Linked DNA regions of Mus musculus: all the other regions are linked to region 4. Evidence: chromatin contacts called from public HiChIP or PLAC-seq and promoter capture Hi-C data. All regions are on one chromosome and are shown on one strand. Each heading gives the region's core, a stretch centred on a gene start, on an enhancer-like site or on the middle of the called end of the contact. The rest is flanking DNA. Distances are from core to core; before and after follow the strand shown.

Region 1 (4,028 bases), core at 1,345-3,844, 810 kb after region 4:
ACAAGACCCTATCTCAAAAAAATAATACAGAAGCCAGGATAGGTTCCATATGCCTTTAATCCCAGCACTTGGGAAGCAGAGCCAGGCAGATCTCTGAGTTGGAGGTTTGCCTGATCTTCCAAGAGCTGTTATACAACAACATCAACAAAAGCAATCCCCCTCACTCCCCAATAAGGCATTACTAGATTTTGAGTAGGATAATGGTATGGTAGTTACATAAAAGCATTAATGTCATTATATAAAAGAATGTTGAAATAGTTTGGACTGAAATGTGATAAGTCAACTTTCAAAGAAATGTGTATGGAGAAAGAAAATATGTCAAGGTTAGAGGTATATGTCAATAGTAGAGCTTGCCTAATATGAGGAAGTTCCTAGCTTTTAAGCCACAAGAAATATGTGTATGAATACATACTTGCAATACTATATATATATATATATATATATATATATATATATATACACTCGTGTGTGTGTGTGTGTGTGTGTGTGTGTGAGAGAGAGAGAGAGACAAAACCTGTAACCCTGAGAGAGAGAGAGAGAGAGAGAGACAGACAGACAGACAGACAAAACCTGTAACCCTGCTGGATTTGGTGAAAATTATAATGAGTGTTCATGAGTTTTCCCTTCAACTTTTGTTGTAAACTGCACAATAAAATTCAAAGGAGGAATGCCTGTTACAGATGCTGAAGCTGAAAGATTGCAATGAGTTCAAGACCTGCCTGAGTTGCACAGTACTCCTAGATTAAAAAAGAAAAAAAAAAGGCTAGATGTGCATGTACCATCTTTACTCCTAGCACTCAGCAAGGCAGAGGTTCAAAGCCAGACTGGTCTATGTAGCAAGTTCCATGCCAGCCAGGCCTACATAGGGGCAACTGTCAAAATAAAAGGGGTTTGGAGAATGGAGGTTTATAAAGTCTCATCACAGTTCTCATAGAAAACATCACACACTGTGTTACTAAGGCTTTTAACTCAGTGGTTGATTGCTTCCCTGCATGCATAAGGCCCGGGGTTCAACCTCTAGCTGGGGTGGAGCAGGATGACCCACAACAAAAACTAAAACCCGCATAGTTCTAAAACAAAAGCATGGCAAATTTTTGTCTTTACAAATTTATATAAAACAGTGAATTTCAGACACATCCAATGAAACCTCAACACCACTCCTTCACTTTCAGAAAATAAAAATGCCAGCCCGGTAAGAGTAGAGTAAAATAAACAGTTTTAGAAAAATAGTTCAAAGACACTGCATTCGTGGGCACCCTGACTTTAGATAAAATGCAAAAGCACTGCCAAGACTTGGAATTAAATTGGTCCTCAAGCGTTTCAGTCACCAAAGTAATTAAGTTCTAATTTGCCTACACTTCATTAACATACAGTCCTATTTTACCTCATCTGTCAACCTCCAATAATTTCTATTTTATTAGCTGGGGATTTGGGAAAAAGAAAAGAAATAAAAATACAAGCGTATTTCATTGCTATAGCAATAAGAAATTTAGGACTTTGTTTTCTTTTAAAACTAAATATACGTGGATCAAGATCAAAACACACACCTTTCAAAAACTCAGTTTTGTTTTTTACAGTAAAAGCCAAACACTAGCCTACAAAATTTAGGATATAAAAGAGCAAAAGAACCAAACATGGAGATGGACGCCTGGAGGCCAAGGAAGCAATCCTGTCAGAAGGTCCTGCCTAGTCAGGGCTACACTGTGAAAACCTATCCAAAACAAACAAACAGCCAAACAGCAAAAGGGTGAGATCTCCTATCTAAAAGTCCCATTTGTAAAATACTTATGTATCATTCATATCTAACCATCCAAACAGATGGTGCCTACAGTGACTAAAGCACATTTCGAGTTTTCAGTTTACCAAATTCTGCAATGTTTGCGTGGTCGTAAAAGCAAAAATAAAGTGTTCCTAAACGAGAGGGGAAGAAAGCGAATCCACAAAATTCCCCCAAAGCTCGGAAGAGCCGTGGCTCTTTTTACCTTCGCTCTCTCGGGGGCCGAATTTTCCAGACTGATTTCGTTATTTCTGGGGACAGAGGACTGGGGGGCAGACGAGGAAAACACTGCCAGCGCAGATACACGTTAGAACAATCTGGGACTACCGGAACACTAAAGTGGTATGAAATACACCGTCCCGACCGAAGAAACTGCAATGGCCAGGGCGAAGCGACGTCTCTGCCATTGTCTAAGTCCCATACTTATTCGTACGAACGCCACAGAGAAGCCCAAACCTGGGAGACTTCGGGGGATGCGCTCCCGATCCCCGGGCTCACTAGCTCTTCAGGGCCCTTGCTCACGCGAACGGGGTGCTCGCACCCACAGGGCTAGAGAGAGAAGAGGTCGCCACGAGGCCCCACCGCTCCCGTTCCTCACCTGCTCCGCGGCTGCGTCTCCTGACATGGCCTCGGGGGACTACAACGTACGCACCAGCCGGCAAAGGGAAGCTAGAAAAGGAAAATTAAACTAAAGGCAAACCCCACCAAAACCAGGAACACTACCCCTGTCCCTCAGAGCCAAAGCCGCCGCCAAATCCGCTGCCGCCGCCGCCGCCGCCGCCGCCCACTCAGATTTGAATTAAAATGGCTGCGCCCCAGCCGGCAGAGGGGGTGTGAGGCGCTTCCGTATTCACTTCCGGGACAGTGGGCGGGGCTGAGGCTTAACTCCCGGATTATTGGAGGTGCACAAGCGCAGAGCGCTCCCAGAGGGCGGGCTCAGTGCGTGAGCTAACGTCACGCCCGGAACTGATGACGCCGCTGTCCAGATTTCCGAGGCCGGCCGGAAAGATCCACCCGATTGGCCTGGGAGCTCCCGCGCTTCTTGGAATTTCACGACTGAGTTGCAGAGCCGAGCTCCTCCCTGCTGAAGCCTGACTGCCAATCCGCTCTGTACAGGCAAACTGACCATTTTAGGGAATAGCGTTGAGAGTTAGTGAATACCTCTCGTGTTTCGGGAATAAGGAGTCTACTAACGCGTTCTGTACGTTTTCTTTTCTTGGGGAGGAGAGGAACACATCAAGTCTGTTTTTTGTTTTTTTGTTTTTTTGTTTTTTTGTTTTTTGTTTTTTTTTTTTTACTTTTGCTGTCACCGTTCACTATTAGACCGGGGATTTTAGTTTAGCGTCTCACCACGATCTCTTATCTGCAAAATTGCGTTGATAGTGGCGAAGGAATGTTGCTTTGCATCCAGACTTCTCACCTACTATAGAGGAGTAGACTGGGCAATTTGCATTATCTGCGTCTCTGTTTCCTTGCCTAAAGATAGGAATAGCAACAGCAGCTAAGATTTAACTTAAAAGGTAAAAGCTCTTATTTGGCTTACGAGTAACCAGGAGGTTATTGAGCGGTGGTGGCACAAGTCTTTAATCACAGTACTCGGGAGACAGAGGCTGGATGGATCTCTGAGGGCAGCCTGGTGTGTAGAGCCCACGGACGAGGGCCATACAATGAGATGCATATATCTTTTTAAGCAAATAGATGCATGAATCAAATGTACATATATTGAGTCACTGCAACATTTGATAATGGAGTCTGAATATTTCAGAAGTCTCCCTCAATGGGGCGTTACTCTTTTAAACTGTTGCTGATGTGACTGACTTAGAAAAATATCCACAATGAGCCAGGATGGTTCAAAGAGTGGAGGTGCTTGCCGTGATGGCCAAAAAACTTGAGTTTGATCCTGGCATCCAATGAGTTGACAGGATAGAACCGACTCCAGGAAGTTATTCCTTGACCTCCACACATGCACTATGGCTTGCAAACTCCTGCACTTACAAACACACAGGCACTCACAAGATAAATATATAAATCTAAAAATAGCCACAAAATTAAGCCAGAAATATAAAATAGCTTATGTGTATATATGTGTGCATGTGTGTGTGCACGCCTATGCGTGCGTGTATTCATCAAAACATTTAAAGAGGTTATTGTTAATGTCACAGATGCAAGGAGAAAGACCACCAACCCAAATCATGATCAAGTTAATTAAAGCAAGACTTTTTTTTTTTTTTTTTTTTTTCATGCACACAGG
Region 2 (4,037 bases), core at 848-3,347, 640 kb before region 4:
AATGGATCTAAAATGGGCTGTCCTGTTGCAACATAAATGTTGGCTTCGTGGGGTATATTTTCGGGTTTGAGGACTTTCGTGCCATCTGCCAAGAAGACTAGTTGTGCAGCCATGTTCAGACTCAGCTTGTTTGTATACTCTTCCAGCAACTAGAAGAAAATAACAGGTAAGATGCAGCGATGTACAAAGAAAGAAGCACATTCCCACAAAACAAAAATAGAAGGCCAACTGAGTCATGTGTCGGGTTCTGTAACTCAGTCAATGCTGTGGCTGTTTCCCAACAGTGGAAAATATGCTAACAAACAACAACAACAAAAACAAAAAATCAAATTATAAAAATACCTTATTATTGTCAAGTATTATTTACAAACATTCTGTGTTTTAAAACTCCCCAAAATGCATAAGCATTGTATGTAATTAATCTGCCTAATTACTAAGCAAAGTGCTTTATATATGTAAAAAGAGAGACGCAGCAAAATGCCTATGACTAAATAAGCAATGAGCAGATTGGGATTTCTAACAAGAAGATTTTCACACAATGATTATCTTTCTTAATTGTTTGTATTTTAAAGAGAATAAGACATAAAGAATTGATATTGTTGGGAATTGGTTACCAAGGTGATAGAAGGTTAGTACAGTAATTTTGGCAAAGGCTGTTTCAGATCCAGTTTTGTAAGCTGTTACTCTAATAACTCCTGGTTGAAGTTTATATCTCTGAGACAATTCTTGGCAATTATGGGGTGGCTTAAATTTCAGAGAGGACTTTGATACTCTAAACAGAAAACAAGAGAGAAAGAAAGAGAGAAAGAGAGAAAGAGAGAGAGAAAGAAAGAAAGAAAGAGAGAGAGAGAGAGAGAGAGAGAGAGAGGGAGGGAGGGAGGGAGAGAAAGAAAACACAAAACTTGGTGCATATTTATTCTTTAAAACTTGTTTTAAAATGCTAGCCCATACATTCTCCAAAGTAAACACATAAAATTATGTCTACAGATAAGATCCTACAACAAAATTTTTGATACAATGAGTTCAACACTGTTTAAAAGTATCCAAGCGTACAACAGATGTTTGCCAAGACTCTTCCTTTCTGAGAATGGATGACTCGGGACATTTTACTGTAAAGCCCCAGAGTTTTCTTGTTTTGATTCTGAACATGAAGAACTGGAGCCAGTCAGACTCCTGCTACATTCTGACAGCCAAAACAATAGCAGGGTGTTCATATTACAGGATATTAAATGTCCAAGATTTCTCCACAAGTGTTTAGATTTATGGAAGTTCTTGAATATTTAAAGGATATGAGAAATTCAAATAGGTTTATTATGATGAAAAGTTTAATTCAAAAGTCAAGTCTATTGCCTCTATTTTTTACAATTTCAAATTGTGTGGATGGTAGTAGGAGCTGAGATTTTAGATTTTATCTTCAATCAAAACTAGTTCTGATTTTTTTTTCAAAAGAACATGGTAAGCTGCCAAAAATATTTTATTTGAAATTCTCTAATTGTATTAATTTACAAGGCTATTAAAACAAAGTCAATATTTTAAAATAAAAGCTTGAAGTAAGACAAGTTCAAACCACTGTGTACCAGTCTATCCAAACACTGAAAGCAATGGGCGCACCGGCGCCTTAGTCTGTCTTTTCACCGCATTCCTTTCTGCCCATTAACTCTTGGGTTAACAGCTTATGATAATCTGAAAATGGAGGCACCAGATGGTTTCATAACTATGTTTCAGTTTGATACTGTTCCAAAATATTGGTTAAATAACAAAAGCACAGATTTCTATTTCAAAATAAATGTCTTGTAAGCAGTGTTGCTGCCACTGGTGCTCTTTTTATAGTTTCGAGAACACAGGTTGGAGGGCATCTCGTGTTTTCTAAAATGCAATTAGCAACATTGTGACTCCAGTGTTTTCAAAGTAAAAAAATCCAATAACAATAGAAAACAGAACCCAAACCCAAATGATACGCTGTGTTTAAATGTCTGAAATGGTCAATGGAGTCACTATAAATTCTGCTCAAATAAAAGAGCTTCAACAGTTGGTTAAAAAGAACAGTGAGTGCCTTTGATTGCCTCAGCTGACCCACTGGCACGCTGACAGCTCTGTTTCTCTTGGATGCCGACATAAAACAAGAATTGTTTTTACTCTTGGATTTGTAGCTATCTGGATTTGATGGTTCCTCCTGGCTGTGATCTGTTTGATGTGTAGAACAATCCTGAAGGCTTGACCCTTCTGATACAGCCACTGAATGCAAAAGTCGGTTGGGGCCAAACTGGAGCTGCAAACGACCGGACCGACCGTCAGTAGCTTTAATAATGGCTGTTTCCTAGTTTGACATAAACTCCTAAAAAGGAACCGCCCTGTGGAAGAGCACAGTGGATCCATTGTAATGAGTTATTAACATCTACCCCATAACAAGGGTTCTTGGCTCCCGGAGGAAAACTTCCCTTTACACTTAAGTGGAAAGTCAGAAAGGTTAAGTAAATGAACATGCCATCAGTAGAGACAGTAGAGACGTTTAGACCCAAGCCTGTCCTACCACTAAGCCTTATTACTTTGTTTAGTTAAACTAAAGCTTAAAAAACTAAGAATTTGCAGTTTTATGATTTACTTTATTAAGCATGAGCAATGTAAGTACCAGGAAATACACACACACACACACCCACACACACATACACATACACATAAACACACACGTATATACATATATGAGAGATGCAGTCCTTACATGGATAAAACTTGCAAACTATCCCTCGGTAGTACAAGAACTGGCTTAGCATAGGTGATAGGCACTGCAGAGATGGCTCAGTGGTCAAGAGCACTAGCTGTTCTTCTAAGGGACCTCCACCGTCACGGCAGCTTACAACCATCTGCTCCAGAAGATGCCAGAAGAGGAGCGCACATGCATACACCAGGCATACGCATGCATGGTACACAGACATAGAAGCACACACGATACAGGTTGTTGTTGTTTTGGTTTGGTGTGTGGGTTTTGTTGTTGTTGTTGTTATTTTTTTGTTTTTTGGTTTTTGTTTTGTTTTTTTAAGAAAAGTGATTGAGATAGTACTGGAATGACTTAGTTTATCCAGTATGCCTGTGTTCTGGAATTGAAAGTCACATGTCTCTGAGAAAGTGGAAGATGTCTACTCATGACCCAGTATTCCAGGGCAATGAGTGGCATCGAGATCAACAGGAATGTGTAGTCACAGTGGTGAGACAGGTACAGGATTTGCCAGTTTAATCAAATTGGACAAGCTTCGGCATACTTGAGAACATCCAGCTGTGGGACGATGAAGCCCAGAAGATACCATGGTCTTACACTCTGTTAATTGGAACCATTCCTACATTTACCAAGTTCATTTCTCCTTCCTTCTGGAAGGACACTTGTATTACTCAGGGTTCTCTCTCTCCTCTCCCTCTCTCCCTCTCCCCCTCTCTCTCTCCCTCTCCCCCTCTCTCCCTCCCTCTCCCCCTCTCTTCTCCCTCTCTCCTTCCATCCCTCTCTCTTCCTCTCTCCCTCTCTCCCTTCCTCCCTCCCTCTCTCCCTCTCCCTCCCTCCTCTCTCTCATGTGTGTGTGCATGTGTGAGATGATAGAAAGACAGACAGACAGACAGATAGATATTAGAATATCTTACAGGCTTACTGGTTGTAACAATGGCTGTCTACCAATGGAAGGTACTAGAATCCAGTTGTTTACTCTACAGGGCTAGATGTCTCAGTTGGTCTTCAGTAGATGCCAGAATTCCCAAGAAGTGGGTCCTAATGTTAATGAAGTAATGAACTTGCTAGTGAGAGTGAGGGAAAGCAGGCAAAGAGAAAATATGCTTGCTTCTATTATATCCTTTATATAGGTTGCCAGCAGAAGGTATGACCCAGATTAAAGGTTGATCTTCCTACCTCAAAAATCTTGATTAAATTGTGTACAATTTTCTACCTCATAGATGTGGATTAGAAGTGAGTCTTCCCACTTCAAATGATGTAAGAAAAAAAATCCCCTCACAGGTGTGGGATTTTAGTTAATTCCAGATATAGTCAAGTTGACAAC
Region 3 (4,260 bases), core at 1,362-3,861, 600 kb before region 4:
TTGAAACCAAGCTGATGCAAGGTTTTCTCCAGGCCTGAGGAGGAACTAAATCTAGGAACATGCTTGGCAGAGCAAGTAATGGTTTGGAACCAGGGTCTTGGGACCTCTTTCTTTAGGCCCTGATTGTGGATAAGGAAGATCCTTCCTTGTCTAAAACCATGAATATGCTTGGCAGAGCCAGTAATAACATGGAGACATGGTCTTAGAGGACCAGAGGTTTTCCTGAGAAATCAACTAACCCCACCCAGAAAAAAGGCGGTGGTTATCAGCCCCAAGGTCCTTGTGATTCACTTGAGATAGCCTGTCCCCTTTGTGCAATATTGTTTGTTAAGCTTCCTGCTGACTTCATCCTATTGTATGATAGCTTTCTGCTAAGTGTGTCCCATCTCCCTTAAAACCATATATAAGATACTGTACTTCTTAATAAGATTGACTGGTATAAGACATAGTTTGTGCAAGACCTCCTGACATCAGATTTCCTACCCTTTTAATCTTCTCATCCCCTAGTCCACTAGGCCTTGGGTCTCTGTCCCTGGAGTATGACCTTGTCCAGATTAGAAACCCATCACTCAAACTTGAAATGTGAAGCAAGTCAGCTTCCAGTGCTTAGCTTGTCAAATAAGAAAGGTTTCTTCCTCCAGAAGGCTGGCAATTCCACGGGGGAAACAGTTTCAATACATACCTCTAGAGACAATAATACATCACGGAATTGGAAGATTACAAATGAGTATTTTATACAACTTGCCATAGAAGTTGAAAGAAGTACTGTCTAATGATTCAACTACTATAGAAGGTAAATTAATGCCAGAATAAAATGCTAGGACTTTAGGAGGCAGATATAACTCAGAACGTAAAACAAGTGCTACCAATTCTGACAAGCTGAGTTCAGTCCTCAGGTCCCACATGGTAGAAGGAGAAAGCTGATGCCCATAAGTTGTACTCTGACCTCTAGCACATTCTGTGGCATACCCACACATAGAAATGCATGGACAGTAAAAATCAATGCAATTGGAAAAGAGTTATGACTTCATTCTCTAAACCTGCTTTGCTCAATGTTGTAGCTATTAATGATATGAGGCTATTGAAACTGAAAATAGGTAGTCCAGACTGAGAGGTGCTAATTTACATTATTCCATTTTATAATGAAACTATTCTGGATGTCAAATATAATATTTTCAAAGTCTCACATAGAGCTTGAATTTGGGGTTTGCTATATTTCTATTGAATGATGTTGTTCTAAAATGGAAATTAATGATTAGTGATCCATGTCAGAGCCATCTTGAGGAGTTTATTCAAATGTTAATTATTTGGATTATAAGACAAGCCATCTGTTTTTTTTTTCAATGAACTAAACACAACAACAGCAATAAGTTGTTTGTGAAGAAGTGAGTTTTACCAAATATATTTTCAGAAACAGAACCACCAGACTCAATGTTTCAAGTGTCTGAATACATACCCAAGCAAACCACCGATAAGACATCTTTGAAACAGAGAAAGTTAAAGAGAATGTATTTATTGGATGATATCAATTAAATATTGACAGCTTAGGTTGACCAAGGACACCTTGGAGATAAAGCAAAAAGTTCATCTCATTTAGTGCACAATGCTAGAATTCTTGGAGATGAGAATGAAAAGCATTTGTGAGTTCATATGAAAAAACATCAAACAAACTGGCTAAAGAAAATAAATTACACAATAACCTGATGGAATAGTATATCAAAACTTTTGTTCTCAAAATTGGACTTCTTGAACATATTTCTGTATACAGACAAGGGTCAAGAAGGATTATTTGAGGGCTAGGTAAGGTATATGGGGGCTTTCTTATAATATTGTACAGGGAGAGATTCACAATACTCACTATGCATTTTGGTAGGCTCACACACATAGTTTTCTAAGCCCAGGAATGAAGCTAGATCCTGCCACTGTATAATGGTCTTTGCTTTAAACATGACAAAATCTATCCATTGGAGAACCCAATCTGTGCTTTTATATTTAGATTTTAAAGTCAACTGTATCATTCTGCAGTTTTTCCTTACGTCATGCAATGCTCATTACAGTAAATAATTTATCCTATTAGAATATTTCCTACCTAATTTTATCTTTGGTGCTTCTTGAATTGATATTTGGAAGAAATAAGACAAAAGGGAAAGTACATCTAAGAAAGTAGCAACACCAAAACTACTTTGTATTGCCAAGGGAGATCATATTAAGGTCTCAAAACTAAGATGATTCTCATCTCCAGATACAATGGGGGGGGGGGGGGGAGAGAGAGAGAGAGAGAGAGAGAGAGAGAGAGAGAGAGAGACAGAACACAACAGCACAGTTCATTCTGTTAAGAACGCTGTTTCTACACCTGGATAATTATATACCCGGCCTTTGTCCTTGATTTGTTTCCTCATCTACAAAATAGTTCTAGCAACATCTTCCGCAGCTGTCTCACTGGGATGAAGCGAAAGCGACAAAGAGATAGAAAATGGGAAAGGATTTGCAGTTAAAAAATATTTTAAGTCAGTTGTTCAGGTTTAACGGAAATTATTAGGCATAATTTGTTAGCCATCCTCATCCTTATCACCAACTGCCCGTCCCCAGTATAAACAAATAGGACCGGAGTTGCTCAAGGTAAAGTAAGAGGAACCTAGGATGAAGGTGCACCTTAGGAGATGTAGAGGGATGCAACAATCGTGGTGTCGGGGCAAAGGAAGAATTAGAGCAAATTGAGGAAAGGCATTTCTCTGCGTACCTCTCACTGTTGACAAAACCTCAGAAATCCCGACGCGTTACCATAGCGGCCGCGTCTGGACTGGAGGCGGGGCCTTTCAGTAATGTGCACCAACAACTAGGGCGCGACTGGAAACGTACTCCCGCTGTACTCCAACTTCCGGCGGAAAAGAAAGTGGGTTCCGCTTTCCGTCCGGCTGCCGCAGCAAGTGGACTCCTGCTCCAAAGTGAAGCGCCATAAGTCTGACGCTGTGTGGAGCCAGGGGAAGGCATCAGCAGGGACAGCCTCGGTGGGGCGGACGCCTGCCTGTGGACGCCGCGTGTCCGCCAAGCTGCGGCTGCTTCAGGGTGAGTTGGTTTCTAAAGTCTGGAGGACTGTGGCATCCTGGAGTGCATAGCTTCGGGAGCAACGTCTTTATGGGCTGTGAGGATCTTTGCCCCAGCAAGAGGACTCCCCTTTCCCCGAGCCCGTGCGGTGCTGTCATTTTGTGCGTCTTTATTTTTACTCTAGAAGAAAGAAGCGAACCAGGGAAATTCAGGAACTATGTATGTCCTTAACATTTCTTTGGTATTCCATTCCTTTTATCTGTTCGTTTCATACATACTTATTAAGCTCCTGTGTGTTTAGTGAGCACCTGTATGCCAGTTTTGCCATTAGATAAGAAATACCTTTTTAAAATTTTAATTAGGTATTTTCTTCATTTACATTTCCAATGCTATCCCCAAAGTTCCCCATACCCCTCTCCCCCCCCACACACACTCTCCTACCCACCCACTCCCACTTCTTGGCTCTAGCGTTCCCCTGTACAAAGTTTGCAAGACCAATGGGCCCTCTCTTTCCACTGATGGCCGACTAGGCCATCTTCTGATACATATGCAGCTAGAGACAAGAGCTTCGGGGGGTACTGATTAGTTCATATTGTTGTTTCACCTATAGGGTTGCAGACCCCTTTAGCTCCTTGGGTACTTTCTCTAGCTCCTCCATTGGGGGCCCTGTGATCCATCCAATAGCTGACTGTGAGCATCCACTTCTGTGTGACAGCTATATCAGGGTCCTTTCAGCAAAGTCTTGCTAGTGTATGCAATGGTGTCAGCGCTTCTTAGAAGCCTATCCATCACCCAGGCTCATTATCAATTTCTTTTTATAACATTGTAAATTTATTTAGGTGATATGCATATTCCATGAAATATTTAATAGGTTTTCAGTATCTTTATATCCTTGTATCCTTGTACATGGCATTTATGGGACATTTAAAATGGAAATATAGACTTTCTTGGGCTTGCAATTTACTCAAGTAGTAAGGAATCTAGGAGGAATATTTCTTTATTCTGGTTGTAATGAATTGCTGTAACATTTCTGCTGCAGGTCATCAGAGAAGGCTCCCTTCTAGGTCAAAGGACGCTGATGGCTTTGGAGCAGACACTCAAAAAGGATTGGTACAGCATTCTGGGTGCAGACCCATCTGCAAATATGTCAGACCTAAAACAAAAATATCAGAAACTCATATTACTGGTAAGTCTTTTCAGATTTGAAATCATGGT
Region 4 (3,934 bases), core at 871-3,370:
TAAACAAGCATTGCAAAAGAGGCTCTATTAGGTTGGCTTACAAGGAGCTGGCTAGTCAATCAGTGGCCATCTGTTTGCCCAAGAGGTTGCAGATCTGATGGCTGCTCATCCCTAGCTAGTGCTGAAGGGTGAGAAGATGCCTGTGAGTTCCTGGTCCCCCATCCACCTCGGAAGTCTGACGAAGCTGCAGTCTGACAGTGATGGCAACAGTAGCAGCATGCAGTGGAGGGGGCAGGAGCTCTGCTGCTCCCTCCCTGGGGTCTCTCTTTGCATCTGGGAACTGCCCACTAGAAGCTTGATTAACCATCAAGGGAGCATCCTCACAGTACTGTGTTTCCTTGGCTACAAGTCCACACCAATTTACCAACAGTTGACACTTTTCTAGTTTCAAATATAGCACTTCTTATCCCAATGGAAAATCAATGGAGGAACACTGGATCCATCAAACACTGGGTCCCCTCTTCCCCGGCCCCCATCTCCCTGACATCTAGAAGAGGTTGTCCAAGGTCACAGAGCATCACTCCCAGCTGCACTGTCCTCTGCCAGCTAACACAGGACCTCTCGAATAGGCCCATCGCTCTGCTTGGCTTACCCTTTACCTTTACCTCAGTTTCTATCAGTCCAGGAAACCCTCCTTGATTGGCCTACTATGTTATGTATACTCTGTAGAACCCTGGCTGGCTCGTTTTCATTATGCCCTGGTTTGCATATGCTTGGCCCAGGGAGTGGCACTATTAGAAAATTTGGTCCTGTTGGAGTAGGTGTGGTCTTGTTGGAGTAGGTGTGTCACTGTGGGTGTGGGCTTTAAAACCATCATCCTAGCTGCCTAGAAGAGAGTTTTCTCCTAACAGCCTTCAGATGAAGTCGTAGAACTCTCAGCTCCTCCTGCACCATGTCTGCCTGGATGCTACCATGCTCCCAACCTTAATGATAATGGACTCAACCTCTGAACCTATAAGTCAGCCCCAATGAAATGTTGTCCTTATACAAGCTGCCTTGGTCATGGAGTCTGTTCACAGCAGTAAAATCCTAAGGCAGCCATAAATGCTTATGTGTATCAGGCTCATCATCTTATTTGGTTGACCGAAAATGATCTTAATAGAAAGATTCTTGCTTCTGTGCTATAATGTCTTGGTTTCCTTACTGTAAGGGCGAGAAGCTGACCTTTTCTTCAGAATGTTAGAAAGGTGGGGGTGAACAGGTGGTTTTGCAGCTTTTAGGGCTGGGGTTAGGAGGAGGCTTCTCTCTTCAACCACAGTTTCCTGGGACTCTTTAAAAGATTCGTCGACCCTCTGACATTTACATGCATTTTTGTGAAGAGTAAAAGGTTCAGACGGGCATTCTCAGTTTGTTAGACACTAGCCACGCGTGGCTATTTACATTTAAGCTCAACTATTGGCTTTGGACCGGCTCCATGTCAAGTATTCAGTGGCCATATAGAGAACATTTCCTTCGCTGTAGAAAGTTATATAATACAGACCATCACTAACTGGTATCATTATTTCGGATTTAATACGCTGATAGGATTTGAGACAGATAGTAGGTTTGTAAAAATGGCTTGCCAACATTCAGAAACGAAAGCTTTATATGATATCTCTGCTTCTTTTAGGAAGCCTTTCTGCCTCTCTCCCATAGGAGCTTGAAAGAACTTCTCCTTATTCACCCCGTCTCCTCCCACAGTCCTCTGGTGTTATCCCATGGATGTTAAGATTGCCTTCTCCCTAACCTAGGGGACCACGCCCATCCTGGCCTCCTTCCAGACTCAAGTGCTCTCCTAACCACAATGCAAATTGTTAACCGGACTTAAATGTTCATCTCTGGGCCAGCCTTGGGCTGAAGTTCGGGCTGTCAGCTGGAAGCTGAGTGGAAGCGCTGCTTTTCTAAAAGCGAAGACGAGCTATCACCCCAAAACATCTGTTGCATTTTCTCAAAGTACTTCTTTCCGGTCTTGCAGAGAACCCTCCAGTCCGCAACCCCCATCATCTGGACCCGCCCCTCGCAACGAGATAGCGGGGAGGGGCCGAAGCGAAACCGGAGCCCGGCGCCCACCACCCTGGCTGGCGACGTGGCTCCGCGGCCCCAGCCTCCCCCGGCGGCGCCGTGGCCAATGGGCGCGTGAGTGGGGCGGCCCGAGCCTCCTCGAGCCAGCCGGGCGCGCCCCTCGCTGGGGAGGGGACAGCGGCAGCGGCGCTGTGAGCCCCCACTGCCCCGCAGCCTCCCTTTGCTCGCGACCATGGCGCGCGGTGGCCGCTTGGGACTCGCCCTGGGGCTGCTGCTGGCGCTGGTGCTGGCGCTGCGGGCCAAGCCCACGGTGCGCAAGGAGCGCGTGGTTCGGCCGGACTCAGAGCTGGGCGAGCGGCCGCCCGAGGACAACCAGAGCTTCCAGTACGATCATGAGGCCTTCCTGGGCAAGGAGGACTCCAAGACCTTCGATCAGCTAAGCCCGGACGAGAGCAAGGAGAGGCTGGGGTGAGGCTGCGGCCCGGGCCGCCCGGGGACCACGCAGGGGCCCATGGCCACCTCAGAGGGAGCCACGCGGGACCACAAGCGCAAAGCGAAAGCGAAATCGCGCCAGTTGGTCTCAGGGGCGAGGCCAGAGCTGAGGCTCAGAGGCACAAAGTTGCCAGCGGGCGCTCAGACCCCCGTGTGGAGGTCGCCACCACACCCGGCCGGGATAGCTTCCCACAGGGAGGCGAGAACGTGGCAGAGGCCTCCGGAGCAGGGAGCGAGAGGGCCCGCCCCCTCATCTAGGTTTCAGCAGAAGTGACTGGAGTGAGCCAGAGTTTGTTGGCTGTGGCCTTTTAGTACCTGGTTCTTTCCCATAGTCCAGAGAGAGGCACTTGAGACTTGCTTAAAAACATCTCAAGATCAAACAAATGTGTAAGAGATGGAGAGGCTTGTTCTTGGCCTGTCTCTAAATCAGGCTGGATGTTCTTGTCCTCTGACCAGTCATCCCAGAAATCAGGTTTTTAAAGGGGCTCATTGGAGCAAGAGGTACAGAGCTGGAAACGGATTCTTTGGCCTCTGCTCCCAGCATTATGGGTGAAGAAGCACTCAGCTTTTTGGCAACTGATTGGGGGCGGAGGGGGCGAGAAAAAAAGAAAACCTGCAAAATGGCTATGGTGGGGCTTTGTGAGTTTAGCCTGGAATCAGGAAACAAACCCGGGCATCATCTCAGTACCCCTACCCTGGTGCCCAGGAGACACTTGACCGTTGTGCAGAGGGACTAGGAGCTAGTGAGGACCAGGTGAAGGCAGGGCTGTGGAGGAACACAGCCATCCTCCCTGTGGGCCACCAGAGCTTCCAGAACCTGCTCCTGGGGGAGGAGGATCTTCGAGTTCTGCTACAGTTGAAAAGAACACAGCCATCTCTGTTCGACAAAGGGGCCAGGGCATTCAGCAGGACAGGATTAATGATACCCATTGTGTAGGTGAATACCTGCCTGTTGTGATAAAAAAGACCTTTGGACTTCAAAGTCACCTCCAAACAGTGTCCTTTATTTGGTAGGGAAGCACTTTCTCTTCTTTTTTGGGACTTTTAACAATAGGGACCATTGATAAATTCACACCATTGTACTGCTCTGAGGCCTGGAGACTGATTTATTCTGGGGTCCCTGGTTGCAGCCATTCTGCATTATCTTAGAAAAGAGGAGGAGAAGGGAGTTATGAACTGGAAACACTTAGGCTTAGGGCCTCTGGCTTCATTTAATCCCTACCTCAGGGTAATTAGCCGAAGTGCCCAAGAGAAGGGGGAGTGGAGTTCTCTGTGTCTAATCCTTGTATGAAGACCTTGGCTTTGTTCATTTATTCATGTAGCAAGCATTGCAGTGGCTATCCTGTGTGACATCTGGCAGGTACAAGGTGCTGGCCATCCAATGTGGAGGAGGGCAGGCAAACACTTTCAGGGTTGCTAGGATGGTGACATCATCCACGGG
Region 5 (3,854 bases), core at 764-3,263, 900 kb after region 4:
CAGTCTGTATTCTGAGATGGCTTGGCACTCACTATGAAGCCCATGGTCCTGGACTCTGCAAGATCGTCCTAGCTCAGGCTCTGGAGTACTAGGGACCAGGAGTGAGCCACTACACCCCATTTAGAACCATCCTTCTAAAAATATGAACTTAACAACCAAAGGCCACTTCATGGTTTTGAAAGACCATCTGTATGTTCCAGCTCAGAACGGATTTGGGGGGGGAAGAGACGAAGTGGATTAGGTTAGGACACAATAGGTTCCCTAAGGAGGGGGTCTATTTATCTAGCAAGCTTTACTGGGAAGGTTTAAGTTAGGTACTATATTTAGTCACTGGCAAGGCAAGGGTTAAAAGAAAGGTGACAGAAATCCTTCCTGGAATTCATAGGAAGGGGGTGGGGTGGAGTGAACTACTCAGCAGAAGGGGGGTGGGGAGCTCACTTCCAGCCTCTTCATAAATGTAGCAAAATGAGGAAAGTCTTCCATTAGGAGGCTAGAGATATGCTTGCAAAAGATATGCTTGCTTGTGAAAAGTAAATTCTAATGGAGAGAGTTCTCTATTAGTGTAGATTTCTATCTCTCTCTCTCTCTCTCTTTTTTTTAGCAATAATTTGTGTTTGGTTTTCAGATTATTGCCTTAAAAGAAATCCAATGTAAATGCTAAAGAATAAAGAATGGCTCCGACATTGCCCTCCTTTTGGATGTAGAGGGTAATCTCGAGCCTCTTCCGGTTCTGTCCATCTACCCGGCGCTGGCAATAGAGACTTGCATCACTGTGGCCATCTCATGCATACACCTTTTCTAAAAATCAGTCATTAGCTTTTCTACTTTAGTCTTCACTGTACTCCTATCTTGAAGAAAACACTGGTCACTGGAAAAAGGATTATCAGTGGCCTCGAGGGGATACCCTTTCCCCCTTTAAAGACATTCTACACAGTCCTAGTTTGAAAGGCAATAGGTAAAGGACTAGTATCTACCCAGCGAGTTGACCCTCCCTTTAGCCCCAGCTGCTGCAATGGAGAATATGTGTGGAGAAATAACATCGGCAAGCTCAGTCCTTCTAGTAAAGGAAGAAAGCAAAGGACATCTCCATTATAGAGACAGAGGTGCTTGCGTTGCGGAAACGTTAAATATTAGTTTAGAACCCAGACGAAACAGGTGGCAAAATAGGTTTACTGAATGATGGGTTGCTTCGAAGATAGATGCTTTCTGGAGAGATAGATGGAGGGGAGAGGGGTGGAGACTAAAGCTTTGCTCTTTAACCTTGCTCACGTCATCGAAACTTGTCTAAACCCTTGTCTTAGCATAAGAGTTTGGACTATGCATCAGTAAGATTCTTTCATCTCAAATTCCATGGTTCTATGGTTACGTGGGTGGAAATGGACCATTCTGTCGATTTCCTAGTTTCCAGGAGCGAAGAAACTAGCTTGGGTGTGGAACTAACTCGATGGAGAATTATCAACGTAGAGGTGGGCAGCTTCTCAACCACTGTGGTGGTGCACTTGGAAAACTTCCAAGAGAGTCCGTCCCTCATTCTTTGACGTGGTGTGACAAGTCTCCTGCTGTTTTGGAATGGGGGAGCGAGAAGGACCTATTTTAGGCTTAGATTATTCATTCTCTTTCTGCGTTTTTAGACTCCTAAGATGCCAAGAAACAGATTCTAAAGGGGTGGGAAGAGAATTAGGATGGGGTAACCTGGAAAGGCCTGTGGAATCCTGCTTCCGCATCTGAACCCCTTTGGGTATTAGGATTGTCCCTTAAATGTGTATTTTTGGGCCCGGAGTCAGGTTCAGAACTGCAGAGGAGGGCTGACGGAAGCCGTTCCTCTTGGAGGGGATGGCGTGAGAGCTCAGGGTTGGATCCGCGCGGGCCGCCTGGCGGGCTGCGAGCGTCAAGGGCGCGGCTGCAGGCGGACCCTGGGGAGGGGCTTCGCGGAGGCGCCGCGGCCCTACCCGAGCGGGGCCGCCCGGGCTCGGCGCTCAGAGCGGCCGAGCGGGCGGTGGCGCTGCGGAGGCGGCGGCCGAGGCCGGCGGGCGCGCGGAGGAGGGGCCCGATATCGGGGCGGCCTGCCGCAGCTGCCCGGGTGACGACTGCCGGCAGCGCGGCGCCCCGAGGAGTCCGAGCCGCAGGCCCCGGGCGACGCGGCCTCGCAAGCAGCCCTCGTCCTCGTCTCAACTCCGGGGAAATGGGCCCTCAGCACCGCGGGCCCTGCATCCCTTGTTGCCCGTAGGCCCCGGTGGCCCGCCGGCTTGTCACTGCCCCTCTCCCCAGTCGAGCGGTCCCCACCCCAGGTCCCCGGGAAGGAAGATGAGGGAGACGGGCCCGGCGATCGGCAGCCAGAGAAGCAGCAGCAGCGGTCGGGGGAGGGTGTTTCGCCGTTTCCTCTCAGCCGCCAGGACAAGATGGCAGCGGCCGCCGAGAGGGGCTGAGCCCCGGCTGGGTGGCGCCGCCTGCTGAAGCGCTTGGCTCCGGGTCCCCGCACGGCCCCCGCGACCCACCCCGGACATGCTCAGGGCTGCGGCCGCCCGAAGCGGGGAGAGCGCGGGCCTCTAGGAAGGTAAGGAAGCCAGGCAAGGGCGGGTAGCTCGGCGCCGTCGCGGGGCCTCGGGGGCCGGGGGAACCCTCGGAGCGACGGCTCTCCGTTCCCGCCCGGTTGTCCAGTGCGGCCGGCCCGGGCGGTTCCCGAAGGCCGGCGCCAAGCCAGGCCCGAGGAGGCCGTACGCGGGGACTGCGCGTGCTTTCCGCGCGCGCTTGGCGCAGCCTCCGGGAAGCCGCCCTGGCCGCGCCGGGCTGTCCGGGCCTTCCCCCAAGCCTAGGTTGCGCAACGGCTCTTCCCAGCAACCGAAGTTTTGTTTGGTCCCACGGGGGCCCCCCGTTTCGGCTCGGCGGCTCTAGGCCGTCACTACGGAGACCTCGTTCCTTTCATTGATGGGAGCGAAGACCAACGTGCACGCACGCCGCCGCCGGAGCGCCCAGCCCCGTGGCTGCGCCGCGGAGGCTTGGTGGCCCTGTCACCGGCGTCGCGGGGCGGCGGGTTTGGAGGGTGTCAACTCTGGAGACGTGCGTGCGTGTGATTGTTGGGGAGGAGAAATGTGATCCGAGGCTTCGCGTCCCCAGCGGCGGCGGGAGGAAGGCGTGGCGGCCGCGCGGCGGGGCTGTTGCCGGCTTCTCTCGTTACGGCGGCGGCGGCCCTCTTCCCTTCGCGCTGTGGGGAGACCAGCGGAAAGGACTCGGGACCAGAATGTCTGTTTTCCTGTCTGGGGGGAGACGGCTGTTGTAAAATGGTATGTGGATCTTGGGGGAAGCCTGTTGTTTCCCAGTCTTATCTGTGCTGGAGGAATTGCGCTGAAGGGTGTGTGCGTAAATTACCTTGGACCTGTTACAGAGTAGTCACAACATGTTCGGTCCTTGAACCGTGTTTTCACAACCTCTGGCTGGCCTGCTGCTGGCGAATTTGTTTTTCCACCTGTCAGTTCGCAGCTTATAAGGAGCTTCTATTAGCAGCAGCAGCAGCCGGTCCCCCCCCCCCCTCCCCGGCCCCCCTTAGGTTTCAGATTATGGCCCAGTTTACAGGGAAACTCATGGTTTTACGGGTCTACTTTGTTTTGGTTATCTCTCTGGTACACAGGGCTGGAAAAGTTAGCTGGAAAACCAGTCTTCGTTTCTATGTACCTCCGAGTTGTTTGGAGATCTGTTTTTTATTTTTCTATTTTAGGTCTCCCCCCCCCCCCCCCCCGTAAACTACAGCCTCTCAAATGGGGGTACTAAAAACAGTTTAACTTAATTTTCAGATTTTAATTGCCTGGTGTTTGAAAAATTTTTAAAGATTTTTTTCTTTCTGATCAGGTTATGAAAAC
Region 6 (4,075 bases), core at 560-3,059, 690 kb after region 4:
GATGCAATGCAGCACGCTATACACCTTCCATTAAAACTGGGACCGTTAAAAAATGTATAAATAAGTTCGTTAATAAAGCACTAAAAAGCAGTTAAATCATGTAGTGACATTTTTGAGAAATTCGGAATTTTAGTTTCTTTAAAATCACAAATACAGGGCTGGAGAGATGGCTCAGCAGTTAAGAGCACTGACTGCTCTTCCAAAGGACATGAGTTCAAATCCCAGCAACCACATGCATGGTTCACAACCATCTGTAATGAGATCTGATGCCCTCTTCTGGTGTGTCTGAAGACAGCTACAGTGTACCTATATAAAATAAGTAAATAAATCTTTAAAAACAAACAAGCCGGGCAGTGGTGGCGCACACCTTTAATCCCAGCACTTGGGAGGCAGAGGCAGGTGGATTTCTGAGTTCGATGCCAGCCTGGTCTACAAAGTGAGTTCCAGGACAGCCAGGGCTACACAGAGAAACCCTGTCTCCAAAAACCAAAAAAAGCCCAACAAAACCACAAATTTTAAAATGTGCTTTCATTTTAATCCCAGGTATAGGGATGGGGGAACTGCTTAGGACTGTCTGCAACAGCGGACAATGATTTGCCTCGAGCTCCAGCTCCGTTTTGCGAGCTGCAAATAGTTTCTATGATTGTGTGAGTTGGGAATTCTGGAAACTTTTCAGTGATATATAAACAGTAGGTGGGGCCCGGAGTTTACATATGCGGTTTGTTAGTAGTAGTGCTTAAAGAAAAAAAAAGAAAAAAAGAAAAAAGGAAAGAAATTAAATTCAGGGATCCCTTAGCCGGGCGTGGTGGTGCACGCCTTTAACCCCAGCACTTGGGAGACAGAGGCAGGTGGATTTCTGAGTTCGAGGCTAGCCTGGTCTACAGAGTGAGTTCCTGGACAGCCAGGACTATACAGAGAAACCCTGTCTCGAAAAACCAAATCAATCAATCAAGAATCCCTCTCCCACCCCCACCCCCTCTGTCCTCTGTCTCTCCCCTCTATGCTTATTTCTCTTCGGTCTAGTGTTAGAGGGGGAAGGAGTGGGGGAGGAGAATCTACAAAGTAGCAAAGATTCCTATCTTTTATTTAAGATAGAGACAGATGACAAAGTATTTCTGTTAGTGAAGTTAGCTATTATAGCGCCCCAGGCTTGGAGTGGGGTGATGTTTTTGTTGGCTTAATTTTTTTTTTCTTGTACAACAATGATCATGCCCGCCCCAACTTTATGGACCCAGGGACATGATATTTAGGGGAAATGATCTTCCTTTCTGGAACGCAACTTCTCCAAGGGCTGAGCTAGGGAACCGCTGCTCTCGCCTCTTTTCATATCAAGCTGAAGCCTCGGTCACCCAAACACTTCGAAGGGACCGCTCAAGCCAGGGCTCAGAATCCAAAAGGAGCCTGTGAGTGTGTGGGTGTCCAAAATGAAGGCAAGGGAGTGAGATTGGCCTGGTTGATGGAATATTCAGTTTTCAAAGTCCTGGCAGGGAAAGTAGCTTCTAAGGCGCCCTGCGCTTTACCACACTTTTAACTGCGCGCCATCGCCTCCGCTTTTGCCCAACCTCAACATGGCGCCTCCCTGTGCGGCCGGAGCGACTTCGAGCCGGGGGCCACCGCACTCCCTCGGCCGCCCCCCTCCCCGGGCCCGCATCAGCCTTTCCACACAAAAACGTAGTGAAGCTCAGCTCCGAGCGCCAGATTCCCGAGCCCCTTGGTGACAGCGGGAGAGCCGGCCGCCGGTCCGTACAGGAGCATGGCGCCGCCCACGCTGGGCAGGCGCATCCCGCCTCCCCCGCCCCGCACTGAGCGCGGCCGGCGCTGCCCACCGACGCGGGGCACAGAGGACGGCCCGCAGCTCGGGGAGAGCCAGGCGCCCCGGCGGGGGTCGAGGCCCAGGCGCCCAGGCCGGCGCGCATCGCTCCCCCCCTTTCGCGTCGCGGACCCCGCGGTACTCGCAGCCGGAGTGACCCTGGGTGGTCGCCGACGCCGCGGCAGGTGAGCGGGGCAGAGGCCGGCGGGCCGGCCCGGGATCCACCGGGCGAAAGCGCTCCGGTTTCTGGACCTCTCCCAGCCGGTCGGGTCCCGAGGATGCAGGGTGGAGCGAGGAGGAGAACAGGGATGGGTGAGGCCCACCCTCCAGGCCGGACTCCCCGGCGCGCCCCTGCCCTCGCCGACCGAAACAGCTGTTTACGACGAAATCTGAACGCGGTTCCCGGCGCCGGGGGTCAGAGATCTTTTCTTTTCGCTTGAAAGACCCTTTCTGGAGGATTCTTTTGTGTTCAGCTTGGGCCGGCGTGCAGCTCCGACAGATGCCGGTCCCCGTGCCAGGATCCTCCCCCTCGGTTTCCTGGTTAGGTACCATAGGGTTTTATGATTGTTGAGTGAATGAATGAGAGCAATTAAATAGCACCCCCCCCCCCATAATCCTACTACTCTTTAATTATAGCTGCCAGTGTGGAATGGTGGTGGTGTGGCAGTCTGTGGCCGCAGGGTACCCTTATGCAGGAAACCAGGAGGCACTTAACTGTAGAAAACTGAAGCCACAGTAAAGACACAGAATGAGACCTCAGTAGTGATGGGGGAATAGGACATTTTAAGAAAAATGGGCCACTTTTACTGAAGTTATTGTCACTTTTAAACCACAGGTTCAGTGCTACCCAAAACACCTTGAACAACCCCTCCTAACAGTGACATCACACAGATGACACAGGGTTTTATGTCTGTCAACAAATGAGTATCTGTTTGCCGGGCTTGGGGGCTTAGGGGTATACTAATAGAGCATTTATGGAGAATATGATTGATCTTGGCTCTTGAGAAGTTCAAAATCTAGACAAAGCTTTTCATTTCATTTTTAGAGTACAAATTAGCGCTTTCCCCACCAGACCCCCAATTCCTCTTTCCATCTTTGCTTACTGCCACTTTTCCATTTCAGGCACCACTGGCTTTTCTGCTGGAGGAATGAAAACCCCCCTCCTTTCACCCCTACCCCGACGTTATAACTTGGTGAAATTCTACTCCTTTCAAAGACAGGTCACATGTCATCTTTTCTGGGAAAGTTTTCTCAGCTTCCTCCTCTTCAGAATAGCAGCGTCATGCTAATTTGAGTTTCATTGTGGCTCCTTGCAAGCATGCCTGTCCGTCTCTGATTAGATTGTTTTCAGCTTCCTATCCCTATTGGAATAATCATATTTTGACTGGAATTAAAGGCAGTGATGGATGCCAGCTGTCTCACAATCAGCCTTGCAGGACTTTGGAGAAAGATGTAAACATTCATAAGGTTGAAGGAAGAGCCCTGGGAGGAGACAGGACCTGAACAGGGTCTTGGGGGGACAGGGACAGTCTTTTGTGACTCAAGGCATCTTGCCTTTCCTCTTCTCTGTATCCAGTGAATGACTTCCTCTGGACAGCTCCCTGGTGTTTGAAGAGGATAAAATTAGATGTTTTGTTTCTTATAGAATCTGTAGGTAATGAACATTGGATCTGTTGCACTTCCAAACGCTAGTAGGATTTAAGACAATGGAGAAATGGGTTTTGGAAGGAAAAGTTGGGCAGGGAGTGGTGGCACATGGCTTTCTGGGATTGAAAGCCCCAGGAGCTGAGGTGGGCAGCTCTTCTTATGAGTTCGGGGGCTGTATGGTGAGTCCTAGGCTAGCTAGAAAGTACATGGGGTGGGGGGTGTGGAGGCTGGTCTTCCCAAGGTCCTGAGTTCAAATCCCAGCAACCACGTGGTGGCTCACAACCACCTGTAATGAGATCTGACGCCCTCTTCTGGTGTGTCTGAAGTCAGCTACAATGTTAATAAATAAATCTAAAAAAAAAAAAAAGTACAAAGAGGGACCCTGGCTCCCCAAAACAGAGGCAGAGGCAGGTGCCTGTAGCCAGGGTTGTGAGATCTTGTTTCAAAAGGAAAGAAAAGAAAAGAAAAGAAAAGAAAAGAAACTTAAGCACGTAAGGGGGGTTATTTTTGGCCCACAGCCCAGCAGGAGCATGAGGTAGCTGGGCATGTCACATTCATGGTCAAGAAATAGCAACAAAGTCGTCTAGTGCACAGTCCCTTTCTATGGAACTGTTGTTA
Region 7 (4,046 bases), core at 314-2,813, 680 kb before region 4:
ACATTGAAAATAACTTAAAACCCTTCACTTAGTGAAACACAACTACAAATAAATTTAATTCAGAAAGGCATCATTTATTTTATAAAATCATTATATATTGAACATTAATATTTAAATATTAAACAATTAAAAGAACAAAAATTTTCTTATACTGGTTTTTGTATATGCTGGCCTAGTAGAACATTGGAACAGTCTGGATTTTTAATCAAATTGTCTATAGTAGTTATTAATCCTCTCTGAATCACTATATCTCATTAAAAGAAACTAAGTACACTTTCCCTAAAAATAAAGTCTGAGACGTCCCTGGAAGTTCCAAGAGCTTTGATGAACTTTCTTCTGCCCATCGTGTGTTGCAGTTCTCCGAGTGGACAGCAGGAGGTGCTGTGTGAACACCGAGCCTGTCATCTGGAGCCCAGCTCCCTCCAGTTTTCTGTGTGCAGTGAATAGTGAGACGCTTTCAAAATATTCATTTATCAGCGGCCGGTGGCCTGAGATAATGAGCCAAATTCTAAAATGGAACCTCCAAGTTTACAATGTAAACCCCACCCTTATTTAACACAAAGGTTGGCTTCTCTTAAGTGTTATGTTGGAAGATTTTTTTTTTAATGGTACAACCTTTTTTTTTTGTAATTATCCAAACTGCAACATTCTGGTTACAATATAAATCCTTTTTTAAGTCAATCAAATGTCCCAAAACTAATTACAAAACCATATGTCTTTACCTTCACACATACATGTGTGTGTGTATAAATAAACATACAACTATAGAATAAATGCACAGAGATTAAAAGGTAAAATCTAATTTAATTTAGTCAAATACATTAATTCAACTATACTCTGGATCCTGAAATACACAAGTTAAATAAGTATAATGGAATTAAGTTCTCTTGAGGAGAAGTTAGTTCACGATTCATTTCTGTAGAATCTGATTTGCTTTTAGACCCATTTCTACAATAGTGAGGTGAGTTTACACCAGAGGAAAAATGAGGAGTCTCAGCCTTCAGAGGAGTGCAGATGAATTCATTTCCTTCGTTGGTGTTACTGACTCTGGAATAACCATGTAAGGATCTGCTTTTCCTCTGCAGAGTGAGCAGTGAGGAAAGATGAGGCAGATGACACTCCATACCAAAAGACAGACACAATCAGCCCCTTTCTTGCTGCCTTTGAGATTCCAGAGCATTTTTGGCTCCCTTAGAGGCGCTGAGCTCACAAAACATGTCACGGTTCTTTTATGACACAATGCCAATCATTGCGTCTATAGAACCAAATACATCTGAAAAAATATATATAATACAGTACTTTTTAAAAAGGGATGGCTTACCTGCTTGTAATAATATTTTTGCAGACTTTAACCGTTGATACAAGGCCCCAAGAACTCCTTGCCCGTGCATCTTAGCCCCCAAGGGTCTGAAACCTTCTCCCTTAGAGACCCAAAGTGGTCCCCTCAAAGGACTGATGGAATTTTGCAGGCATTTTTCAAGCAGAGAAACTACTGGAGAGAAAAGGGGGAAGGATTCCTTTGACCCAACTGAGATACGCTGTCTGGAATGCAGCCTCGAGACTAGAGCTAACTCTTAACATCTATTATTTATGTCTGACCTGGGTTAAGTCTTAGCGAGGCAATTCCTGCGTTACCAGTGGCCACCAGGAAGGATGTATTTATATTGCGACATCCCCCCCCATGCAAGTCTCATAAGCTGTGTGAGCACACCTGAATAGTTCTGAAGTGTGCCTAACTAGCTGCATGGAGTGTCATGGTGTGCACTGATTGCCTTATCTTCTCATTTATCACAGATGAGTTGGAACCAGCCTTGCCGAAAACCTACTTGCATTGTCCTGATAAAAACTGTACGATCCATGATGTTTCAGTGTCCTGCGTCCTGTAGAGGAGTCCGTGTACCCAAAATATCACATCTGGAAATTATTTATAAAGTATGATCCACACCTTTATAATAAGCCTTCCTACCCCAGGCCCATCATTGGTATTCGTTAAAGCAACCCACGACACAGGGTGACAAGATTGTTTAAATAGAAAAGAGGAGAATGTTAAGCAAGGATTTTCTCATGCCTTTGTGTTCCCAAGTCCCCAGAATATTTAAGCTAGTGGTGGATTCAGGAATGCTATCCCAGCAGGGGCTGTGGAAGGATATTTACTTGTGGGCCTGTCATGTAACATCCATGTGGACTTGACAGATATGTTTATACACTTTGCACATGCTTAGCTGATACAGTCTTTCTAGTGTAAAATACTCAAATGACATGGCAGCTAGGTAATGTTTTCTGAAATTTAGTTTTCCCCTGAAAAGCCAGAAATAAATAACAAAATCTTGGGGCCCAGAAAAAAAAATGAATACATATCACTTTTATTTAACATGGTCTTTTCTTAAATGTATGTAGATCCCAAAGATAAACATGCAAGATAGATAGAGATCCTAGCAATATTATTCTTACACATATTTCTGCAAGGAAAATGAATTAAGCAGATCACAAGCTAAGGGCGTAGGTCTGTGCCCTTGGTTATGTTATATGTTGCATATTTTATGCAAAGAAGCCCAGCACTGAAATGGAATTGCAATCAAGCACAGCTGAGCTACTGAGAGGTTGAGCTATGCAAATGGCCTTTGCTACCTGTGTTCTCCTAAATCTTACTTTCAGCTAAGAAAACTTGCAGTTTAGGACACCTGGTTCTCCAGCTCCCTACCAAAGCCAAACTTAAAGTCTGGTGTGTTCGCTGCTTAGAAAAACGTTGGAGATTAAGAGGTTAAGATTTCCTACTGCTATGAGTAAAATCAAAAACATAAGCGTGATGTGACGACATCTGTGCAGAATTCTGTCATCCAGTTGGAGAAACTAACGCCTGAAATTCTAACAAGCCCACTTTTATACACACAGAGAAACTACTTTTCTCTATATGTTTTAAGTAAATAGGTGTCTTACACTTTCATATGTATAATAGATATTTATATTTTTATATTTACATATTTATATATTTTTATATTTATATAATATTTCTACCATATTATATATGTAAAATATAATATACATGACATTGTATATACTATAGAAGAAATAATAATAATTTTATTTAATAATAATATTTCAAAAATAAAATGGGTAAGACAAGTCAGTTTTGATGACAGTTGTGTACAACTAAACCCAGTTTAGAATCATAAGCATTTTCAGTTTGCTGACACAATATCCATAGGTTACTACATATTTGGTTTTGATTTATACAGATTTAATTGTTTGCCCACTCAATCCAGCACAACTCTCAAATACTGAAAAGCACTACTTATAGTAGTTAGTATAGTTGTTAAATTATTAAGTTAAATAAATTAGGAAGCAGGTGGTAATCATAGAAGATTTACACCCTGGAGTTAAACTCAACTTTAAACCTGAGAAATTTTCATGAAATTCATCAGTCTTATTCCTCTCTATCAAACACAAAAAAACTTTCAGGTTCAGCCCAACCTCAGAAGCTCACTTACTAGATTTTTCTGAAAAATGACTTTTCAGACTTTGTAATCTTTATAACATTTAAATATATATATATATATATATATATATACAATTTGGGGGAGGGGGAAATGAGACTTCAATGTATACTGAAGTGCCAGAACTGGTATTGAGTGGAAAACTACTCCCATGTGCCACACGATTTACATAATTAGGAAAACTATGGAAACCAGAAACAGTAAAGCAAAGAAAGCGGTATTCACAAGCAGGTTGTATAAGGAACTTCAGAATCTGCTCTGAACTTGTTGAATAATCTGTTCAGTATTCCAGCCTCTCCCTGCTGGAAGCAGGTCCTCATTATTACCAGGAGAGCACTAATAAAGGTTAGCCTCTGAACTAGGGATTAGAAGGCCCTTTCTTTGGGGACGCTTCAAACTAGTAACTTTGATGATCTTGAAAAGGGAGACAAAGCACAATCCAAGAACAAACAGTGTTTCCACTAAGCAGGAAGGTACAGAAAACAGAAGAAAATGATAGTCTAAATACTCGGGAAGGAAGCGTGAAGCAGTCTGTCTGCTGTGCTGAAAATA

The links. Promoter capture Hi-C pulls out the DNA fragments that hold promoters and counts their contacts. HiChIP or PLAC-seq counts read pairs in DNA pulled down with a chosen protein or histone mark.
Region 1: a contact with region 4 is called in a promoter capture Hi-C map of pre-B cells, with 3 times the contacts expected there. The contact joins the promoter of Cstf3 here to the promoter of Rcn1 in region 4. A contact is called at or near these places in 1 of 39 promoter capture datasets (pre-B cells) and 1 of 115 datasets of contacts at active chromatin or transcription factors (memory CD8 T cells).
Region 2: a contact with region 4 is called in an H3K4me3 HiChIP or PLAC-seq map of stem cell-derived neural progenitor cells, with 2.5 times the contacts expected there. The contact joins the enhancer-like site here to the promoter of Rcn1 in region 4. A contact is called at or near these places in 4 of 39 promoter capture datasets (the SN4741 cell line, embryonic stem cells, hippocampal neurons and 1 more), 5 of 115 datasets of contacts at active chromatin or transcription factors (astrocytes, embryonic forebrain, embryonic hindbrain and 2 more) and 2 of 9 other capture datasets (embryonic stem cells and liver).
Region 3: a contact with region 4 is called in a promoter capture Hi-C map of pre-B cells, with 8 times the contacts expected there. The contact joins the promoter of Dnajc24 here to the promoter of Rcn1 in region 4. A contact is called at or near these places in 26 of 39 promoter capture datasets (the 3T3-L1 cell line, 3T3-L1-derived adipocytes, the C10 cell line and 16 more), 3 of 484 Hi-C or Micro-C datasets (bone marrow-derived macrophages, group 2 innate lymphoid cells and regulatory T cells), 14 of 115 datasets of contacts at active chromatin or transcription factors (the 230-238 cell line, astrocytes, cardiomyocytes and 8 more) and 2 of 9 other capture datasets (adipose tissue and liver).
Region 5: a promoter capture Hi-C map of pre-B cells shows a contact between it and region 4, with 5 times the contacts expected there. The contact joins the promoter of Hipk3 here to the promoter of Rcn1 in region 4. A contact is called at or near these places in 5 of 39 promoter capture datasets (the 3T3-L1 cell line, hippocampal neurons, liver and 1 more) and 2 of 115 datasets of contacts at active chromatin or transcription factors (bone marrow-derived macrophages and memory CD8 T cells).
Region 6: a contact with region 4 is called in a promoter capture Hi-C map of stem cell-derived epiblast-like cells, with 4 times the contacts expected there. The contact joins the promoter of Tcp11l1 here to the promoter of Rcn1 in region 4. A contact is called at or near these places in 6 of 39 promoter capture datasets (the 3T3-L1 cell line, hippocampal neurons, liver and 2 more).
Region 7: a contact with region 4 is called in an H3K4me3 HiChIP or PLAC-seq map of stem cell-derived neural progenitor cells, with 7 times the contacts expected there. The contact joins the promoter of Dcdc5 here to the promoter of Rcn1 in region 4. A contact is called at or near these places in 4 of 39 promoter capture datasets (the 3T3-L1 cell line, the C10 cell line, the SN4741 cell line and 1 more), 12 of 115 datasets of contacts at active chromatin or transcription factors (astrocytes, embryonic fibroblasts, embryonic forebrain and 6 more) and 2 of 9 other capture datasets (adipose tissue and embryonic stem cells).

The regions. Positions count from the first base shown.
Region 1 is chr2:104,589,050-104,593,077 of GRCm38.p6, reverse strand. It overlaps Cstf3 (cleavage stimulation factor, 3' pre-RNA, subunit 3), which reads right to left and starts at 2,594. Exons shown (of 21, transcript NM_145529.3): 1 at 2,376-2,594. The coding sequence starts at 2,402.
Region 2 is chr2:106,036,516-106,040,552 of GRCm38.p6, reverse strand. It overlaps the pseudogene Gm9342. Among named protein-coding and RNA genes, the nearest start is that of Dnajc24, 35 kb to the right of the region's middle. Within about 2 kb of position 2,097, at least 14 of the 459 cell types and tissues checked have an H3K27ac peak or open chromatin away from gene starts, as enhancers often do. A contact at or near this core is called in stem cell-derived neural progenitor cells, where this site is marked.
Region 3 is chr2:106,001,900-106,006,159 of GRCm38.p6, reverse strand. It overlaps Dnajc24 (DnaJ heat shock protein family (Hsp40) member C24), which reads left to right and starts at 2,611. Exons shown (of 5, transcript NM_026992.3): 1 at 2,611-3,066; 2 at 4,085-4,231. The coding sequence starts at 4,124.
Region 4 is chr2:105,397,505-105,401,438 of GRCm38.p6, reverse strand. It overlaps Rcn1 (reticulocalbin 1), which reads left to right and starts at 2,120. Exons shown (of 6, transcript NM_009037.2): 1 at 2,120-2,469. The coding sequence starts at 2,234.
Region 5 is chr2:104,492,648-104,496,501 of GRCm38.p6, reverse strand. It overlaps Hipk3 (homeodomain interacting protein kinase 3), which reads left to right and starts at 2,013. Exons shown (of 16, transcript NM_010434.2): 1 at 2,013-2,554.
Region 6 is chr2:104,709,896-104,713,970 of GRCm38.p6, reverse strand. It overlaps Tcp11l1 (t-complex 11 like 1), which reads left to right and starts at 1,809. Exons shown (of 10, transcript NM_177190.5): 1 at 1,809-1,995. Gm6306 (predicted gene 6306) reads right to left here and starts at 3,664. Exons shown (of 1, transcript NR_166704.1): 1 at 1,068-3,664. It overlaps Pin1rt1 (protein (peptidyl-prolyl cis/trans isomerase) NIMA-interacting 1, retrogene 1), which reads left to right. Exons shown (of 2, transcript NM_001033768.2): 2 at 1-45.
Region 7 is chr2:106,078,516-106,082,561 of GRCm38.p6, reverse strand. Dcdc5 (doublecortin domain containing 5) reads right to left here and starts at 1,563. Exons shown (of 24, transcript NM_177844.2): 1 at 1,322-1,563.